Regions from separate parts of the Mus musculus genome. Here regions 2, 3 and 4 are each linked to region 1. A link is a contact called in public Hi-C data. All regions are on one chromosome and are shown on one strand. The core of a region is the stretch at or near the end of the contact, and the rest is flanking DNA. Distances in the headings are between cores, read along the strand shown.

Region 1 (2,704 bases), core at 75-2,574:
TCTGTATGACTGACTTTGACGTTTCTGCCTCTGGCAGCCATTTATTGTCTTGTGAGGTAGACAATCGTCCAACTGTCAACAAACACACATCATCAACATCACAGCTACACATCATCATCTTCGCTGCACGTGCCAGAATTCCCATGGAGAGGCTGGGAGCTCCCCCAGCTCTGAGTACCCACCACACAGGGGCAGACAATCCTCCAGTGTCCCAGATAGAGAATCTGGTGAGCTGAATGACTGGCCCCATGAGAAACTGAGACAGAAGGAAGAATCTAGAGCCTGTGGGAAGCCAGTGGGGCAAGCCACTGTTTTTTGTCCAGAGCCTCAGTTTTCCCTCTGTAGAATGGGTGTCCACCCTGATCCTGTCTTACCGAATATGATGTCCTGGTGCCATTTCCAGTAGCCCTCCTCTGGTGTCACTGCAGCTCCCTGAAGATCCTATGGGGGAACCAAATTTCTGCCTATTGGACACAGAGTAAGGCAGATAGACACAAGATACGGTTGACTTGTGAGGCCAGATATCAGAAGAACCATCCCAGCCTCTGCCTCCCTCTTCTGGGTAGCTGCAGCCACTTCAGGACCCACCAGAGACGGATGCAGAGGCCTCCACCCACAGAAACTGCACGAGCTAATACCGAGTTATCGCTGCTTCCCGGTAACGAGTCTCAAGTCTCGGGGCTGTTTGTTTCACAGTTACAGACAGCTGACACACAGAGAGAAATGGATAGAAACACACCAAAATACGATCATCAATCCTTGGTATTTACTGTTCCTGGGTGCCAGCCAGACTCTGCTCATGATTTCTGCTCATTCCCTGGGTACACACCAACATAGAGTTGCTTCACAGATGAGCAAAGTGTGCCCAGAAACAGGGAGCTACTTGCCCAAGGGCACACAGCCTGATAGGGATGTTAGCAGGTCTATCAGTCTCTGAATTGCAGCACACTCTGCATTCCAAGCGAGGATATGGACTCCCCGCCACCACCACCCCCGCCCCCGCATTAGTGTTACCTTCTAATGGGGTGTTTTTCCCTGTGGGGAAGACATAAATGTCCGTGTGTCGGCAATCCTTCGGGGCAAGTCAGCAGAGACCTCAGCATCAGGGACTTCTCGGATGGTAGCAGGGAGCCACGTGCTGGAGAAAAGCCCAGACCCTGGAGGGAATCTCAGGAACTTAGCAAGGATGGCTGGGCTGCTGTCTGCCGGAGCCGCAGGGGTTAAAGAGAAAGGCTGGTTTGAAGAAATTCTCTAAGCTGGTGTTAGATCAGGAGGAGAAGGCAAAACGCTTGTAAATTCCACCCGGGGAATTGGGCCCCGAATCGGCTCACCTTTCGTGGACACCCCCGCAGCCCCCGCCCCGCCTGAGAGGACAGCTGACCTTTGGAGGGAAATAATGAAAAGAAGAAATTCCTTGGAGAAAATAATGTGTCCGGGCCTCAGTAATGAGATCGGCTCCTTTCATGTTGCCATGGCGACGGCAGTCATCTTATAATACAAACCCATGAATGGTCCGGGCGGGCAGCCTCACAGCCGAGGGGCCAGGGAGGGGGTTAGCCTCTTGCAGGCTGGGGTCAGGGGCCACCGGGCCTCATTTCCCCGAGATGCAGCCTGGCTCCGGGGTCTCCGGGGCTGGGGGCTTGGGCCTAGCTGACAGTTGCACCACAGCCCTGGGTTCACGGGAACTTTGCAGCCTGATGCTGGCGGCACCTTCTTGGCTAAGCAGCCGCTGCAACCCACATGCGGGGTTACTCTGCAGCTGCTGCCTAAGGGAGACACGGGAGCTTCACTGTCAGATCAGGAAACTGAGGCACAGGTCGCAAAATGAGCTCCTCCTGGTTCAGTTCTTAGGCCACAGCTATGTGTGGTCCAGACCACTGTTGGGCCGGGACCTCTCGGCAGCAGGGAAGTGGTTAGAGGCTGAAAAGATGCTCCTCTCAGACTGACAGGACTATGGAGGACCACCTGTGTGTGAAAACACACTGGGCTGGGCTAGCCTGGTGGCAGAGCACCATGTGACACTCATAAAACCCTGGGTTCCATCGCCCAGAGCCTCCCTATGATTGACATCTGACAAGTTACAGCTGCCGTTTGTCAGTGGAATGGGGCTGGAGAGCTCAGTGGTCACATAGATTTTTTTTTTTCTTGCAAGCATGAGAAGGCAGAATGGATGCCCAGAACCCAGGCAGGACCCAACGCAAGAACAAGGATTTGCCAGCCCAGGGATCTTGCCCAGTGATGGGAGGCAGAGACAGGAGGGTCCCTGGAAGTTCTATGGCCAGCTAGCTAGAGTACACACAGCACATAAGAGGACCTGTTAAAATAAGGTTGAGGGTGAGGATTGAGACCTGAGGTTGTCCACTGATCTCCACACCTATGCCACAGCACACTTACACACGTGAACACACACATCACACTCATATACATACATACATACATACATACATACATACATGTACGCAAATGTTTAAAGTGTGTGCATGTATGTAACAGCAGGAAGGATGGTGCACAGGGAAAAGTCTCTGTTAGAACTAAACCAAAGTACAGTGTAAGCCTCAGCAGCGTGGTGCCCACACCCCTGCGCTGCCCTGCACTTTGCGTGGGCGGTGCTCTTCCTTTAGGGTTGAGGGTACTCTGCCTAGATGGGTTATTGCAGCTCAAGGACACTGCGGGAGACAGAGAACACTGTCTGAAAGCAGACTCA
Region 2 (2,704 bases), core at 139-2,638, 130 kb after region 1:
GAAAGGCTGGCACTCTCAGACAGCTAGCTACATGTCACCAACTCTGAGAGACCGAAGCCTGGAGGATGCTCCTGTGGCCCATGGAGGAGAGAAGCCATCCCTTCACTGCTTTGGGCACAAAACAGAGGGCCCTTCCTGCTCCACCAGCCCATACCACCTGTGTCTGCCCTCTGAGCCCCATCACAACGCCCAGGCAACAAGTGCAGATCCTGGGGGCTCAGGACTTAGCCACGAGGAGGAGGAGAGGACTTGAGGGAGATAGCCAGCTTTTGGCAAGGGGCTCCCACAGTTGAAAGTCCCTTGACACAAACAATACGGGTATCTGGAGAGAGCCAAGCCTTCGGACCTCTTACTAAGAAAGGGAAGGGTGTCTGTCGAGTTCAGGTGGGGCTCAGAAAGGAGTAATTGAAGAGACACACTAACAACAAAAACTGAACTGGCTCTGGCCTGACTGACCCTCCCAGGGATGCAGGGCCCCACAGCATAGCCATAGTGGGCCACATAGGTTGGCGGGGTACAGAGCACACCCTAAGCTGTAGATTTATCTACATCAGCTCAGCAATCTCTGCTCCCCTCCACTTAGGCAGAAGCGTCTCTCCCAGGGGGACACACTGGGCAGGGCTCTGCTTGTAAATCAGAATGAAACCAAATCCAAAGGGCAGGAGACATCCCACAAAGGGAACGTGAGTCTCGGGAACAGGCATCACAAAGCCACTCAATTTACTCTCCTCCCCTCTAGGATCTGTGCAGGACCGAAGAGTGTCTCAGCCTGAATTTGGCTGCCTCAATCCCTCCTCCCAGGGATGGATTCACTTAGGGATGCTATGCGAGGTGGAACTGAGGCACCCTGGCTGCCATCTGGGAGAACAGGGCCAGTAAGTCCCTTAGACAACTGGCAGACCCTCCCTTGTGCCCTTTGAGGGTCACAAGGCCACAGAGAAGGCAGAGGGCGCAACGGTAGCCTCAGTGAAGGAGAGGGTGCCCATGACACCAGCATCCAACTCACAACCCAGAAGGGACCAGAGGGACTGCTCCCAATGAGAGGAATGGAAGCTTAGTGAATGCTAAGGGCCAATCAGGAAAAGACCTCTCTCTGCAAGTTCTCAGGGAGCACAGAAAACTCCCCCGGTGTGTGAAGGCGCCTCCAGCTGCTCCATGTCACCAGTCGACACTGGCATGACCCTGCTACATCCACCCGGGGAGTGCTCCAGGACACAATCTTCCAAGATCTCCATAGGGATGGACAAATAGAAAAGAGGGAGGGAAAAGAATTTAAAGGGGGGGGGGGGGTTTCCAGGTACCCCTGTCCAGGCTTAAACAAAGCAAGAGCCTTCTAGAACACACGCCGAGTACAGGAAATGGGGGTTCTCTAGCAGGAAAAAGGTTTGCGCCCACCAGCACAGCATTTGCTGCGGAGGATGACACAGGTGTGTCACGGTGTGGCACACATGGTTTCCTTCAGATAACTTTTTTGAGGTTCCTTTGATCACCTTCCCCGGCCCCTTTCAATGAACCCTTTCCATTCTGAGTGCCACTAAGAAAGTACCAACCTAGACCCAAAAAGAAAAAAAAAAAAAAAAAAAAAAAAGAAAGAAAGAAAGAAAGAAAAAAAATATTGTAAAGAGTCTGCTCAGCCACGGAGGCCCCTCGTGGTGATGGTTAGGGCATCGGCTCCCGTGGGCTCAAGTCAGGGCGGCCACAAATGTCCCAAATCGGTTGGAGATATCAGAGTGCAGAGACCGCCAGGTGGGTACGGAGGTGCGGGCCTTGGGGTCACCATCTGTGCAGTGGACAGTCAGGCACTGCAGGTGGCTGCCGGGCTGGGTGGCTGAGGCCTTGTTGGTGGGGTGGTCATGGGCTGTGGAGAAAGAAGACACACGTTAGTGGCCACTGGAAGACCATGCAGGGGTGACAGCAGGGAGGGAGGGGTTGATGAGAGGTAGCCTTCTCCCATGGCTGGAGAGGTCCTCAGAAGTTTGGGCTGCGAAGATGATGTAAGAAAATGATGATGCAACCGCAATACACGGCACAGCATCCAGGTCTGTCACCCTCTGGGAAGCAGGGGATGATGGGATGACATCATGGTTTGTCCATCTCTGGTGGATAAAGACTAACCAGACACCAGGAGAGTGAGAAGTCCATCTAAAAAGCATACCGGAGGGCACACAGGGCTTTATAGAGACTCTGAAGAAGTGAGGTGTGTCTACTCCTTTAGACAGACACCTGCTGTGGGCCTACTACGCGCTTGTAACTTCCTTAGTTGATGACCTCCTAGCACACCCCAGGAGCTAAGAGTGGTCACCTCACTTTATATAGCTAAGAAAACTAAGATCCAGAGAGGGGAATGGTCTGCCTCGGGGGACATGGCTGACAGAACGGAGGAGGGGGTCAGAAGGGACAAGTGATGCAGAGGCCAGACTTCTCTGTGGCCACATCTCTGTAGCTTCTTTTCATCCAGAGGTTTCTGTCTCTCCTTAGGGTACAGGGAGTGGGCTCAGAAGGCATGACTTGGGGAGTGGGCTGGCAAGGAGAAGCCTATGGGGCACCCATCAATTTCTTTCACCCTCCCAGTCCTGCACTTCACAGACGAGGCATCTGTGGCCCAGAAAGGAACAGAAACTTTCCTGAACACATACAGCTCTAACTGAGACCCCGGTTCTAGCCCTACAAAGGAGCATAAATTGAGTTCTCTGAAAATGGATGA
Region 3 (2,704 bases), core at 147-2,646, 120 kb before region 1:
TGATAAAAAGCCAAGTGTGGCCAAGAGTGTTTGGAACCCCAGTACCATGAGAGGCAGAAGCCAGAGGACCAGAGAGGCTTGCTGGCCATCTGCTCCCCACCCCCTTTTCTGTCTCTGTTTCTCTCTCTGTCTCTCTGATTCTGTTTCTCTTTCTCCATCTCTCTGTCTCTCTGTCTCTGTTTTTCTTTTTCCATCTCTCTGTCTCTCTCTGTTTCTCTATCTCTCTGTGACTCTGTTTCTCTCTGTATGTTTCTCTTTCTCTGTCTCTCTGTCTCTCTGTCTCTCTGTCTCTCTGTGTCTGTCTCTGTCTCTCTGTGTCTGTCTCTCTGTCTCTCTCTGTCTCTGTCTTTCTGTCTCTCTCTCTCTCTCTCTCTCTCTCTCTCTCTCACACACACACACACACACACACACACACACACATACACCACAAAGACATTTCAAAGAAAACTTCATTTTAACCCCAAAGAGTGAATTTCTGCTCCCCAAAGAGCAAATTGCCATGCAGCTTTCCCAGGACAGTGACGATGGCGACAGCCACTAGCTACTGTGCTTTTCATACGCTCGCCTTCTGGGCTCTGTGTCACGTGTCTTATAATTCATCATTAGCTGGCTTCTTCTTGTGATTCGCTTCTTTAGCGTCTTCTCTGAAGTCTCCAGGTTAGCTATTTTCAGAGCCCCGAAGCTGAGCAGTTGAGAGACGGTGTGGAAGCCACTGACTTCTACCTACACACATGATTATTTTACATGCCTCCCTTAGTGTGCAGTCAGCCTCTGTTCCCACAGCAACACACCCTCGGTCGGCTTCATCCAGCACTTTACAGAAGCTATTTTTATTGTATTTATTTATTTATAGGAGGTACACATGACACTGTACATGTGGGGGTCAGAAGACAACTTTGACATTTGATTATCTCTTCCCACCATGTGGGTCCTGGGGATTGAACTCAGGTCAGCAGGATTGGCTGCAGTTGCCTTTACCCCCTGAGCCATCTCTCTGGCCCTCTTCAGACCATTTTCAATGCAGAACCTGTCATCATTCTCCAGACAATGAGGTGCAGCAACTGTCTCCACAGCTGTCATGTTGAAGCAGGGGTCAAAGGTCACATGGGAGTGATTGACATGTGCAGCAGCCTCCTCAGCAAATGCCGCAACACTCCACTGTATGTAAGGGATGGGCATCCCAGATCCTGGTGCCCAGGGAGGTCTGGAGGCAAGCCCTGTGGTTGCTGAGAAGGGACTGAATATGTCATACACTACATCCCATTACACACATTGTATAGAATGTATAATGTAACACAGTGTGCTTGTCATACCACACATTTCCATGTGTGTGACATGCCACGCGGATGTCGCACACGGGAGCCCTGGCAACGGCAGGGAGAGAAAGCAGAATCCGGGTGTGCAGCCCAGCTAGGATCAGGTGTCTTACCATTAATAACTAGGCACAATTATGCAGGAATGTTTCCAAGGCTTTGAACAAACCCTGTTTACCTTCAGCCTTACAGAGCGAGGGGAGGGGCATCCAAGGGAATTTTAATCTTAGACTAGAGACTTATTTTTACCCTAAGATGGCTTGATGAGGGGTGGGTGGGGGCACGATTTAATCAGGAATGTACTTGGCATGCAAGCATGAGAAATGGAGTTCAGGTTTCCAGAACCTACCAAAAAGCCAGGTATGGTGGTACACATTTATAACCCAGTGCTGACGATGGGGAGATGGAAATGCCTGGAGTTCGCTGGTTAGCCTGACTGGTAAGCAAATGACAGACCCCATCTTAAAGGGAGCAAGAAACATCTAGAAAGAGGTCACCTGAGGTAGGTATCCTCAGTCTTATACATGTAGGGGCACATAGGTGTACCTCCTCCAACACACACACACAGACACACACACATACACAGATACACACACATACACAGATACATAGAGAGAGACAGACAGACAGATAGACATAGAGATACACACAGATACACAGAGACAAACAGACAGAGAGACACAGAGAGATACACATTCATACACAGATACATGCATATATACAGATACATGCATACATACATATATACACACAGAGATACACACAGAGAGAGACACAGATACACACATATACACAGATACACACACATACATAGATACACACAGAGATATACCCACACTCAGATACACACACACATACACAGACACAGAGAGATACACACACATATACACAGATACACACAAAGATATACAGATGCAATTACACACAGAAATACACAGATACACACAGACAGACAGACAGTCAGACAGACAGACAGACACCGAGATACACAGACACATACACAGATACACACAGAGAAACATACACACTCAGATATACACACATATACAGATACAGACACATACACAGATGCACACACACATACACAGATACACATAGAGAGAGACAGACACAGAGAGATACACAGATACACACAGAGATACATACACACTCCGACACACACATACACAGATACACACACACAGATACATACACAGTCAGACACACACATACACAGATACACACACATACACAGATACACACAGAAATACATACTCAGATACACACACAAACATACACACACACAGAGATACAGATACACACTTACACACAGAGACAGGCAGACAGACAGACAGACACACACACACACAAAATAGGTTCACTTGGAAGAGACACACAGAGCCAAGTGATGA
Region 4 (2,704 bases), core at 135-2,634, 100 kb before region 1:
GTTGGAGAAGGAAGGAAAAGGACAGTTTATGGAACCACCACCCTATGACCTAATGGCAGGACTGGTCTCCAGGTGGGGAAACTGAGACTAATGGGTACAGGTGGAAATCAAGGCAAGATGGTTGACTGAGGCCAATAGGCACAAGTGGAAGTCAAGGCAAGATGGGTGACATACACTTGAGAGCAATGTTGCTGAGTCGCAGCAAGCCCTGACTTGGACCACAGTAGGACCACATCTCAGCAAAGGAAACTGAGGCAAAGAGGCAGCCCTTACTTAGTAGCTATCACCCAATCTCAGTCACTACCAAGCCATATCCCTGGCTTTCACCCAACCCAGGCAATCTCAGCTAGCAAGGGCCCTAGCTTCAAAAGGGTTCTCAGGCCCCCAGCCCTCCTGATGTGGATGGCAGCCAGAATCTGGGTGTCACCAGAATGTGGGTTGTAGGGAGACCCCATGTCTCCCCCAAATGGCCACACATCTTCTGGTGATCCCAGGAGCAGGAAGGAGTACTTCTGGGGGGGCAGTCCCTCAGTGTCTCCTGAGAGGGGGTGGAGGGGGGTCTCTTGAGATGGGGTGGAGGGGGGTCTCCTGAGATGGAGTGGAGGGGGTCTCCTGAGATGGGGGGTGGATATAGAAAGAGCAGAGACAAGCACAGAAAAGGAGACGAAAAAAATCTAGGGAGGAGAGACCTGCAGACAGAAGCAGACAGACAGAGAGCCTCACAGACAGAGAGACAGAAATAGATATGGAGAGAAGAGAAAAAGCAGACAGGGGAAGAATAAGAGACAGGAACAGCCAGAGACAAAGCAAGACAAGGAGAGAGACAGAGGCAGAGAAAGAAACATAAACGGGGAGACAGCTGAGGAGAAGTGACAGGGAATGTCAGAGCCAGACAGACACTGGCGTGGGACTCGGGGGATGGGGATGGGGGCACAGAGGCAAGAGGTGTGAGAAGGACAGAGGTGAGGCCTGGAAAAGCAGAACCAGTGCCCAGGATGTACAATGCAGGCTGCCAGGGGTGGGAGGTCTGTGTCTGATCTCAGAGAAGCCAGTACAGGAAAGCAATCAGAGGGAGGCTTGTGAGGAGGACTAGCCAGAGCAGAGAGGGAGGAGGGACGCAGGGTGGAGGCAAAGACTAGCCAGGACAGCAGCTGACTGAGGTCCCACCATCCTAGGGACCTCACCAGACTCCAGGATAGCAGCCCTCCAAGGTCCTCCCATTCTGTCTGTCCCCGTACCTGTGACCTCCCCGCTTGCCCCCGCCCTTGATGGCAGAGTTGGCCAGGGTCCAGGGCGGGTCAGGAAGCTGGCCCTCTTGGAGATGAGAAGATGCCCCTTTCTGCCCACTCAGTAGGCCCAGCAACCATTTGCATAAAACGATGTTCCTGCGAGGCATGCTAATGCATCCTGCTATTTTTGCCTCTCCTGGATGCTGGTTTGCATACATTTACATACCCTGGATGAATTAAGCTAGGATCATGTAAATGAACCCACTGGCTGGGGTGAGGGGTTCTGGGTTCCTGCCTCTGGAGGGTTCAGGCTGTCATAGTCTTCTCAGTGTAGACAGTGTCCTGGGGCTCCAGGACAGGTTGGCCAGGGTCAGACCTGTGCCTGTCCCTGATCCTGAGGCCAACACCGCCCGTATCAGGCTTAGGGCTACAAAATGAACTTTCAAAAAATTCATGTTCTATCTTTCCATGGCTTCCAGTGTGCTACAGTAAAGGTCAAGATTCTCCTGTGGCCATGGGACTAATACCTGCCAGGCCCCTAGATCTTTTCTGCCCTCCAGACAGCAGGAATGTGTGGCCAGAAGGTTTCTGCCTGCCACAAACCCTTTGCACGTGCAGCCCCAGTGAAATACGCTTCCCCTCTCTTCAATGCTAGTATTTAATCCGTCCTTCTCAGCCCAGGTCTCATACCAATCCCTCAGGAGACCTCCTCTGGCCTCATCATACTTAGGAACACACTTAGCCCTTGAAGCAGCTGCAAACCTTAAGGATTCGGTGTCTCTTCCTCTAGAGTATCAGAGCCTGGGGAGTATGGGGGACAGGTTTTCTTCATTACTGTCTACTTTAACTGTAACATCAGGTGTACACATTTTCTCAATTAACATTTCTCAAAGTCAGGCGCACGCCTTTAATCCCAGCACTTTGGAGGCAGAGGCACTGGGATCTGAGATTGAGACCACCCTGGTACAGACCGAGTTCCAAGACAGCAAGGGCTACACAGAGAAACCCTGTCTCGAAAGAAAACAGAAAAGAAAAAATTCTGGTGAAGAGATGGACAGTTGGGTGGATGGATGGATGGATGGATGGATGGATGGATGGATGGATGGATAAGTGGGTGAGTAGGTGAATGGATGGGTGGGTGGATGGATGGATGGACAGGTAGGTGGGTAGGTGAATAGATGGGTGGGTGGGGGGATGGGTAGATGCATGGATGGATGCATGGATGCATGGATAGATGGATGGATGGGTGGACAGATAGGTAAGAGGCTGGATGGAGGGATGGAGGGATGGATGGTGGGTAGGTAGATAGATAGATGAGTAGACAGATATACACATGCATGGGGCAGGCTCAGATAGTCAGCCCCTAGCCTGGTGTGCTCCAAACTCAAGGCCCATTGGTGCATGGGGCTTTTACACATCTGTGAACTGAACATGTTCACCATTCCAGGCATTGGGTTTAGTGTTCTGTACCTGTT

What was found. Hi-C and Micro-C count contacts between places; a contact is called where the count stands out from the background.
Region 2: a contact with region 1 is called in a Hi-C map of DN3 thymocytes, with 3 times the contacts expected there. The contact joins the enhancer-like site here to the promoter of C130026L21Rik in region 1. A contact is called at or near these places in 4 of 39 promoter capture datasets (the 3T3-L1 cell line, hematopoietic stem and progenitor cells, hippocampal neurons and 1 more), 1 of 484 Hi-C or Micro-C datasets (DN3 thymocytes), 6 of 115 datasets of contacts at active chromatin or transcription factors (embryonic basal ganglia, embryonic hindbrain, embryonic midbrain and 3 more) and 1 of 9 other capture datasets (embryonic stem cells).
Region 3: a contact with region 1 is called in a Hi-C map of cortical neurons, with 2.8 times the contacts expected there. The contact joins the enhancer-like site here to the promoter of C130026L21Rik in region 1. A contact is called at or near these places in 3 of 39 promoter capture datasets (hippocampal neurons, liver and stem cell-derived epiblast-like cells), 4 of 484 Hi-C or Micro-C datasets (cortical neurons, neurons and uterus) and 2 of 115 datasets of contacts at active chromatin or transcription factors (double positive thymocytes and forebrain).
Region 4: a Hi-C map of cerebral cortex shows a contact between it and region 1, with 2.4 times the contacts expected there. The contact joins the enhancer-like site here to the promoter of C130026L21Rik in region 1. A contact is called at or near these places in 9 of 39 promoter capture datasets (the 3T3-L1 cell line, cranial neural crest, embryonic stem cells and 5 more), 18 of 484 Hi-C or Micro-C datasets (brain, cerebral cortex, embryonic fibroblasts and 10 more) and 3 of 115 datasets of contacts at active chromatin or transcription factors (the SCID.adh cell line, embryonic hindbrain and neural progenitor cells).

What each region holds. Positions count from the first base shown.
Region 1 is chr5:111,580,181-111,582,884 of GRCm38.p6, reverse strand. C130026L21Rik (RIKEN cDNA C130026L21 gene) reads right to left here and starts at 1,324. Exons shown (of 4, transcript NR_015546.2): 1 at 1,015-1,324; 2 at 589-706; 3 at 375-464.
Region 2 is chr5:111,453,770-111,456,473 of GRCm38.p6, reverse strand. Mn1 (meningioma 1) reads right to left here. Exons shown (of 3, transcript NM_001081235.2): 3 at 1-1,858. The coding sequence ends at 1,683. Among named protein-coding and RNA genes, the nearest start is that of Gm42155, 13 kb to the left of the region's middle. Within about 2 kb of position 1,388, at least 10 of the 459 cell types and tissues checked have an H3K27ac peak or open chromatin away from gene starts, as enhancers often do. A contact at or near this core is called in DN3 thymocytes, where this site is marked.
Region 3 is chr5:111,702,478-111,705,181 of GRCm38.p6, reverse strand. No RefSeq gene overlaps it. Among named protein-coding and RNA genes, the nearest start is that of Gm36481, 3.9 kb to the left of the region's middle. Within about 2 kb of position 1,396, at least 19 of the 459 cell types and tissues checked have an H3K27ac peak or open chromatin away from gene starts, as enhancers often do. A contact at or near this core is called in cortical neurons, forebrain, hippocampal neurons and 1 more, where this site is marked.
Region 4 is chr5:111,680,246-111,682,949 of GRCm38.p6, reverse strand. No RefSeq gene overlaps it. Among named protein-coding and RNA genes, the nearest start is that of Gm36434, 18 kb to the right of the region's middle. Within about 2 kb of position 1,384, at least 36 of the 459 cell types and tissues checked have an H3K27ac peak or open chromatin away from gene starts, as enhancers often do. A contact at or near this core is called in the SCID.adh cell line, brain, cerebral cortex and 3 more, where this site is marked.